2 separate regions of the Mus musculus genome follow, and region 2 is linked to region 1. A link is a contact called in public promoter capture Hi-C data. All regions are on one chromosome and are shown on one strand. Each heading gives the region's core, a stretch centred on a gene start, on an enhancer-like site or on the middle of the called end of the contact. The rest is flanking DNA. Distances are from core to core; before and after follow the strand shown. Region 1 holds the start of Cacna2d1 (calcium channel, voltage-dependent, alpha2/delta subunit 1). Region 2 overlaps Cacna2d1 (calcium channel, voltage-dependent, alpha2/delta subunit 1).

Evidence for each region. Promoter capture Hi-C pulls out the DNA fragments that hold promoters and counts their contacts.
Region 2: a contact with region 1 is called in a promoter capture Hi-C map of cranial neural crest, with 3 times the contacts expected there. The contact joins the enhancer-like site here to the promoter of Cacna2d1 in region 1. A contact is called at or near these places in 1 of 39 promoter capture datasets (cranial neural crest), 8 of 484 Hi-C or Micro-C datasets (3T3-L1-derived adipocytes, cerebellar granule neurons, cerebellum and 4 more), 3 of 115 datasets of contacts at active chromatin or transcription factors (differentiating embryonic stem cells, embryonic forebrain and neural tube) and 2 of 9 other capture datasets (liver and macrophages).

Annotation. Positions count from the first base shown.
Region 1 is chr5:15,932,358-15,936,542 of GRCm38.p6, forward strand. Cacna2d1 (calcium channel, voltage-dependent, alpha2/delta subunit 1) reads left to right here and starts at 2,334. Exons shown (of 39, transcript NM_001110844.1): 1 at 2,334-2,751. The coding sequence starts at 2,657. It overlaps Gm3510 (a long non-coding RNA gene), which reads right to left and starts at 1,906. Exons shown (of 2, transcript XR_003955870.1): 1 at 1-1,906.
Region 2 is chr5:15,981,146-15,985,330 of GRCm38.p6, forward strand. All of the region lies in intron 1 of Cacna2d1 (calcium channel, voltage-dependent, alpha2/delta subunit 1), which reads left to right. Among named protein-coding and RNA genes, the nearest start is that of Gm43000, 20 kb to the right of the region's middle. Within about 2 kb of position 2,501, at least 6 of the 459 cell types and tissues checked have an H3K27ac peak or open chromatin away from gene starts, as enhancers often do.

The DNA.
Region 1 (4,185 bases), core at 1,084-3,583:
ATGGAGCCCCTCCCCAAACCACAATTGAGATGAGAAAAACATAAGTCATTGTGTAAGGATGTGGTCAATCCAGCAGAAGCATAACGAATGCTGGGGAGAATGCTTTGTTTTAGCAATCACAGATACATCTTTTAAAAACTTCATTTTGAATGTCTTCATTAAAAGTTTTCTGTCAACAAAAACAATTAACAGCTAAACTTCACTCTGATAAGTAAAAGACTGAGGTTTGCAGTTGAACAACACCTACCCCTCGAAGTAAGAATTGTAGAAGCAACATCTCTTTATCATAGTTTCAGATATTGGCGAATGTAGTATATCATAAGAGAGAGCTAAAGACATTAAGATATGGCTCAAGGCCAACAAAGTTTATAATAAAATCTGACTTACCTTCTCAAGGACTGTATTACATTCTTTTACTCTATACATCCTTTCTTCTAAAAATTATATACATACATATAAATATATACATATATAATATACAATGGTAGGGAGTCTGAAGCATTAATGAAATAATTGGCATAATATATTATAACGATATTTTAATATAGTCAACCCATTAGGATACCAGCACATTATGTAGACAACAATGAGCATTTAATTCTCTTGTTCTAATTCTATTGCAAGAGAAGATCTGCCTCTGATTCATTAAAAATTGTAAAGGACGGTGGATTTGACTATATGGGTGTCTAATTTTGGGAAGAAAATGTATCTGCAGTTGTAAACTACCCTTCAGAGCTGTAGCTCTGAATCCCATTACAGCCCACTGCATCCCTCCTCATTCCTGCAGCTCTGGTGCCTAGCACAAAACAAACTAAGTTAAGTCGCTCTGGGGTGCCTTTGTGAGGCCACTCAGAGTAGGAAGAAGGAAACAAAGGGCATGATAGAGATGCAGAGGGCATGAAGAAAACAAATAAGTCGTGAAAAGGGAGAGATAAGGGGGACGGGAAAGCTAACCTACCTGGCCAAACATCATAAAATCACAAATACATTTGTGAGCTGGTCGGCAATCACTCCCATCATCACCATCTCTTTGTCTGATCAATTCCGAATGAGTAGAGGTCTATCTACCCGTCTATAAAAGGGGCGATTAACAATCTTCTATAAAAGGGGTTAATAATCTTACAGCCACAACATCATTACAGACTCTTCGCCTTAGTGTGAGGGTCTTTTTTCTTATCAGGAACTGTATTCTCTGACTTCATGTCAAAGTGTTTTCATATCCTTCTGCAAGCAGCTTAAGAATTTGGGCTGTTCCATGAAGCCTTTCTAGCAGCGGCCCACCAAGTCTGTCCTCGAAAGTGGCCTGAGCCAGGCAGGGAAGGTATAAATGAAGACCGATGGTTTTGTTTTGTTTTGTTTTGCTCTTTCTAGAAGGCCCTAGATAGCCTTGCTTCTCCCCAGAGTGGAGGTAAAACCAGCCCTTCCTCCACATTTCAGATGCAATTTGCAGAGGGCCACCTGTTTCTGATGTTAACCTCCGCTCTGTGTTCACACTGAGAAAGTGAATTCAGCAGGCAACAAGCTTGTTCACAAAGCAGTCCAGTGGTCAGGACGGGAAAATTTTCAACCAGTTGGAAGGTTGCTTGCTAAGATGTTGCCAAAGCCCCTTGCAACACTAACCACCCTCTAGCCTTGCTTCTTATGGACGAGTAGGAAAGACATCTTACAGCATCTGCTAGCTTGTTCTGCAATGATTCCCAGAGTCCGCCCCTTGAGGATCTGCCCCCGCCAGGTAAACCAAGTCTACTTGTACGTGGGTGTAGGGCCGCTGGCACCATTAGTTAGAGCCCTGTCAAAGGCCCTAACCCCCTGGCACACCATGAAAACCAGTGCCACCTGGTTGAGTCCACAGCGGCGTTTTCTAAAGCACCACAAACCCCTCCTAGATTTGTTGTTAAATCACTTCATGATTCTTAGGCAGGCAGCGGATTCTACGCCTGGGAGAAGGGCTTGGGGGCCCCTGCCAGATTGTGCAAAAAATAACCCGGAGGAGGCGAGCAAAGTGCTCGGCAGGAGCCTGCGCGAGCGGTAGATACGCGCGGCCGGCCGGTGGTCCCTCGGGGAGCACCTACGGGCTCCGTCCGCTCGGCCTCCGCACGCCCCGCGGCGGGAGCAGGCGACGGCGACTTTGGGAGTTCCTCCCTGCCTTGTACGGAGGGCTGCGCCCGGGCCGTCCCCGCCCGGCTCTGACGCCCGGCCCTCCCGCTGCCCACCCACAGCCGCCTCCCCGAGACCCGCCCGGGGAAGGCAGCCGGAGCCCCGCTCCGGCCACCCCCATCCCCGCAGCCGCCGCGTCCCCGCGCCGCCCCCTCCGCCCCCGCCCCGCCCCCGCCCTCTCCTCGGCGACCGCGGATAAATCAGGGAGGCGAGCGCTGGGAGCCAGAGCGCGCGGGCGCCGGCGGGCTGGCCGAGCTCTGTTTCCACAGTCGCCCTTGATGGCGGCGCAGGCGAGGCAGCCGTGGCACGGAGCGGCAGCCACGCGCTAGAGAGTCCGCCCGGCCCCGCCCGGCCCGCCCGGCCGCCCGCCCGTGCCCAGCCCGCTTCTCCCCGCGCGCTCTCCCGCAGACGTCGGCGCCCCGGCTCCGTCCCTCAGCCGCCTCGTGCAGCTCCGCCGCCTCCGGGCCGGCAGGGAGGGCACTGATCTTCGATCGCGAAGATGGCTGCTGGCTGCCTGCTGGCCTTGACTCTGACACTTTTCCAATCTGGGCTGATCGGCCCCTCGAGCGAGGAGCCCTTCCCTTCGCCCGTCACGTAAGTCGGCGGGCCCAGGTTGGGCTGGAGGCGGGGGTCCCCGCTCGATGCCGGGCGGGCTGCCGGTGGGGGGCGGGGAGCGCGGCCGGGAGCCTCGGAGGCTGGGCCGCCCGGTGATGCGCTGCTGGCCGCTGGAGTGAGCTCGGAACCGGCGTGCCGAGCCTCGGCCGGCCGCACCGTCCCAGGGAACGTCCGCTAGCCGTCGGCGGCGTCTCAGCCTGGTCTCCGAGGATGCTGCAAGCTGAAGACTGTAGCCGGACTTGGGGAAAAACTTTGTGAGCATACCCAGCTCCCACCAAACCCAGCCAGATGAAAAAGTTGGGTTTCCGTTAGGTATTTCAGAGTTAATTTCAGGCTGACCCCGGTAGCTTGCGCTTCTCCTGTACTTGGCCTCTAGGATGCTAATTGCTGTGCTGTCCAAACTCATTTAGATCCCAAATTACTAGGAGCGCCTGACAGCTTCCCTGGTTTGTAGCCAGCTCGCTCCCGGCAGCTAAGCGAGCTGTCCACCCCAGTGCTCACAGGTACAAGGGCCACCCAAGCCAACCTACCCAACCCTTTATTTGAAACATCTAAGTGCCGACAGACACGCGGTTCCTGTTCTTAGAATGAATAGAACCCCTATTCTTTGAGGGTGGGACTGTTTCCCCAGTCTCCAGCAATTTTCCCTTATTTTTAACATTTCTAAAATAACTTTCAAAAAGAGAAAGAGAGAAAGAAACCGTTGCTATTCTAGAAATAGAGTGTTGAAAGGTAGCTGTAGTCACACGGCAGGAAGGGATGCAGTGCAACCATTCTTCGCTCTCTCGGGTGCAAGAAGGAATCAGAGTCAGTGGCACATATACGTATTTTTAAATGCGCTGAATAGCTTATCTGGCATTCTGGGAAAGCATTTATTTTGGTTCTTGAAGGTACTTTAAAGCTGTTCAGAGTAGGTAGTCTTAAGTGGGTGAGTCACTTTAATGCATTTTACATAACAAAAACAAAGCCCAAGGTAGCCTTCCCGGCTTTTATGCTGCAGGGAATCACTTGCTGTCCTTTGTTGGCAGTGAGCTGAATCCTGGAGTTTTGGGGTACACTAGAAGTGCATCCGTACTAGCTGGAACCCGACAGCTATTATTTAAGATTTGGCCTAGAGCATTTATCACCTTAGTTGTCAGTGCAAGCATCTAGAGATGCATATTCCAGCCAGGAGAAAGGGGGTGTCTAATATTTATGGCATTGATTTACAGTAATGTTCTCTTTAGATAATCTTCCATAAAAATGATTGCATATCCTTTCTGTTATGAAGCAAAAGGGTAAAAGCCATCTGTGGAGCTTCGTTTAATTGGCAGAACGTTCCAACTGTTTAATTTTAAACATGAGAAATCTAAGAATTCCCTTTAAGATGCTACAAAATCACCCAGTCTTATTAAGAAATCGTACTTTCACTTA
Region 2 (4,185 bases), core at 1,251-3,750, 49 kb after region 1:
CTTTGAGAATTAAATTTTGAGAGACTTTTAACATAGTATTTGTGAATCAGACTCACATTTTCTCAGCTTAGTATGAAAGGGAAAAAAAAAAAAAACAAACCACAGGGCCTCATAGGAAAATGCAGTGAGCCCCCTGAAGCTCCACAAAACAACTGGCCCAGAAAAGGAGTGCAGAGAGATTGGTGGTGTGGGGCTCAACAGTATTTCTTTCTCACATTCCCTGGAGTATCTTAGAGCACAGATATTACCTTGGCCATCATGGCTCTCATGAAGATGTAAAATAAGTCACCAGTGGAATTTATTTTCAATTGTGTGATGCTCTCCCCCAAACCGCAAACGAAAGCATCTGTATTTTATTTCTTAATTGATAGATTCTTTAGTTTGTAACACTTACATTTAGCCACCAGTAAATAAAGCCAAACCAACAAAGATAAAGCACAGTTGCCTTTGAGGGTGACGTACACCAGAACTTCTAGAGTATTTGTTAATTTGTAAGGTAAAAGTGAATTTATAAATAGAGTATGTTCTGCTTCATATACAAAGATGAGAAGCTTGCCAGTGGGAAGGCGGGGAGAGAGAGAGAGAGAGAGAGAGAGAGAGAGAGAGAGAGAGAGAGAGAGAGAGCTTAAATAAAATAAACACCCATTTGATTTGGAACTGTGAAATCTAACATCTCCATTGACTATTTCATCACTGTATCATCTTCTCAGTAGTTTAGGATCTCAAAAGTGAAGTGTGCCATCCTGGTTATTAAACATTTGGGAGTTTAAAGAGACCTTGGTAATCCAAGATGATAATGTAGTTTTAATGCATGTTACAATTATCATACATGCATGCCTAGTTTATATATTGCCCCATGCTAAGATAGTAATTGAAGCTTTGCTTTTCAGATTTTTAGGTAACCTAACAGTTAAGAAAATGCCTGTTTTAGAATGAGATGTAGGAGTTATGGTTGACCCCAAGATTGCTTTAAATTATGAAGGGTAATAAAACCATAGGCATTCCAAGTGATAGAATGCAAATAAAGCTTTTTTTTTGTTTCATTTTTCTTTTTTTTTTATATGTAAAACAAATGATGCTAGGGAAGGAATAATGGTATAAATGCCTTCCCCAGCCACTCCAAGAACTCATTTAATAATTTATAAAGGATATATGGCCAGTGGAAGTTATGTGAAATGTTTTATTTTTTTCTCAAAGTACTATCTTAAGTGCAATAATTAATAAATAAGCTGTCACAATTATTCTTTAAACATATCATGTATAATATCTTTACTGTGCCATCACTTTCACTGTATACATTAAGAGACTATTCAGATGATGTTAATACAATTATTAGACATAATTTCTTTTGCTTGGTAGTTAAAACTCCTCATAAGCAAACAAGAACAAATCCTCAGCCTTTTTACAAGCAAACAAGAGTAGGCAGGACACGTTTGCAACCCTTTGGTGGTGTCTCTACCCGTGCAGCTTTCATGGTGTACTACTGTAGAGAGCTTGCTTTTCCCAGACAACCCTTGGCTTCAGAAGGTTAAGATCAGTTTGCTCAAATATAATTTGAAACAAGAGCTAATTTCTTCACTCCACTGTGTATGCAAATGCATCCTGCGTCTTGGACATCATGACTCCTAGGAAGTCCTGTGTGTGCAGCAAGCTCCTGCTGTGTTCTTCACTTCCCAACACTGGGCAACTGCATTGATACAGCATTCACACGGGAGAACAGAGCAGAAAGAGAGAGAAGTCCAGAGGGCCCTGGAGTTTGTTTCCTTATTTTGCCTTTTGCTGCAACCTCTGCTTAGTGCAAGACTGCAAAAGACCCAAGAGTTCATAGACATTTCTTTAACCAAAGACATTTCCTAAATTACTGGAAAAACCTTGAGTTTTGTTATTCCTAGTGTGTTTCTAACTCCTATACCTAAATGGAAGATTTAGAGAATATTCTTAGATAAAAACAAACTTACATGTAGGATTGAAAAATGTAAACTTTATAGGTGTTTTCTTGCTATAGCATATGCAAAGTTATGTGTGTGTAAATGAATTCTTTGGAAAGTAAACAATGTATCTTGCACTAAAACCAAGGAGATTCTGAACTTGTTGGTAAAGCCTGTCCTCCCTATACCGTAACAGACACACAGTTACAACAGAGCTGTCAGCTCTGTTGCACATTTATTCATCCTGAGCATCCATGAGAAACATTTCTAGCAAGGAGAGTTGCTGGTGGAATTATGGAAGTAGAGATCTCTATGGCAGAGTTCCTCCTTTCTCTAGAGATATAATTCCTTCCATATGTAAGTTAACAGTCTGTTTCCTCTTGAGACTCTGCGAACTTTAGCCTCAGTAAAGATGGAAGGTTCTTATTTACTTACTTTTGACATTCAGCCATGGGAAACAGAAAGAAAGATGAGCAAAGCACAGGCTGACACAAGTGTGGCCCAACGATGGCAAGTGCTCCCCAGATCCTTTCTTGTGTCTGGAAGCTCAGTCATGGTAAACCTGGGGGAGGGAGCCTGTGAGTGCACACAGGAGAAAGCGTTTGTGCCGAGCCTGTCATTCAGCAGGGGCACAGGCGGACAGAGCATTTTAATACATTACTGTGACTTATGTTCTGTCTGTGTCCTTAATTCATTTTTACATCATGCCCAAAGGATTTTTTTGTGTGGTGTATCAACATTCTCTTCCTCCTTTTCCTCTTCACCCTCTCCTTTCTTCTTCTTCTCTTCCTCCTTCTATTTTCTTCTTCTTCAAGATCTTTATATCTGCTCATTTTGTCATTAAAATATGTGTTTGTTTGATTTCTTCTTCGTTGATCTCTGCCTTATATTCTCCTTAAAGTTACTAGAAGCTATGATTTCTTTACTCATCCATCTTTGTCATTCATACACTAGTGAACTAATAAGTTTTAAGCTTCTTGTGTTTGTTAGGAATTAATTGCAATAATTATTTCATATTAAGACAATTTTTTTCTGGATAAAAGATTATTATTTTCTTTTTTACTTGACTATATTTTGTTTAAATTAAATAACAAAATACTTTACAACATAATTTTATTGAGAACCTAGAGCTACTATAGCAGAACACTGTTAACTGGAGGCTTAAACAGGAAATATGTGGTCATTCTGGAGAAGGAAAGCCCAAGGCCAAGGTTCTGGTCCATTCACTTTCAAGTGAGGGCCATCTTCCTGCTTGAAGAAGGCTGCTTCACATTATATCCTCTATGAATAAAAAGGAACAATTCCATTCTTTTCTTATAAAGTTCCTAATTCTATCATGAGTGCTCCACCTTCATAACACCATCACACTGTTATCCCTCTCCACTGGTTGTATCTTCTAATGCAGTCACAGATAAGAAGTTTATGATTCAGCACATGCCTGTTACATAAAGGTACCCAGTGCGGTCTGGCATCCAAACCAAAGCCAAAATACTCCTGCATTTTCACCACCCAAAGCATTAATTCTCTCATTCTTAGTTGAATTGAATAAATAAAAATCACAAATATATTATAACCACAAAGTAGTTTTCTATATCTTTTATCATTTCATATTTTGATATCAACTGAAGTATATATGGTAGAAGTATACTTCACCTGGGTTTGTATATTGTTCTAGCAGCTAGTATTTCAGATAACTAAATTTTAGTTACCTATGTGTCCTATTATAAATAGGCATTTATAAATAGCAGGTGCTGATGGCAGGCATATTAATTTGTGTTAAAGAACTTTTAACAAAACGGTAAATTAATGTGTGCTTTGGTGAAGTAGATATTAATATCAAATTTACTTAATTCAGTTTAGTGGCAAGGCAGACAGCTCACATGAGGATCCTGAACAGCATGGAGGCTGCGGCCCATGCAGTGCTTCGTGGACTGCGTTCCTTTTAGAGTCTGTGAGGTGCCTTTCCTCTGTATGCTTAGACACTGACCATGCACACACCTCCCCTTCATTTTATTATTCCATGTCTTCTGTGAATTTTTTTCTTTTTTATAACCATGAGAAAAGTCTGACTTGTTCTTAGTCTAGTATTTGCTGCTCCACTTCTCTGGACTTCCGTCTGCCGAGGAGGTCTGGGGGTGAGTGATTGAATGGTGAGTTAGGTTTTCCTTCGGAGCAGTGATGGTACCGCAGGGGCTTGTGCCCGTTAGTGTCCATGGGATAGTGAAATGTAGCTCTAGGACTATCTTTTCCCTTTGGA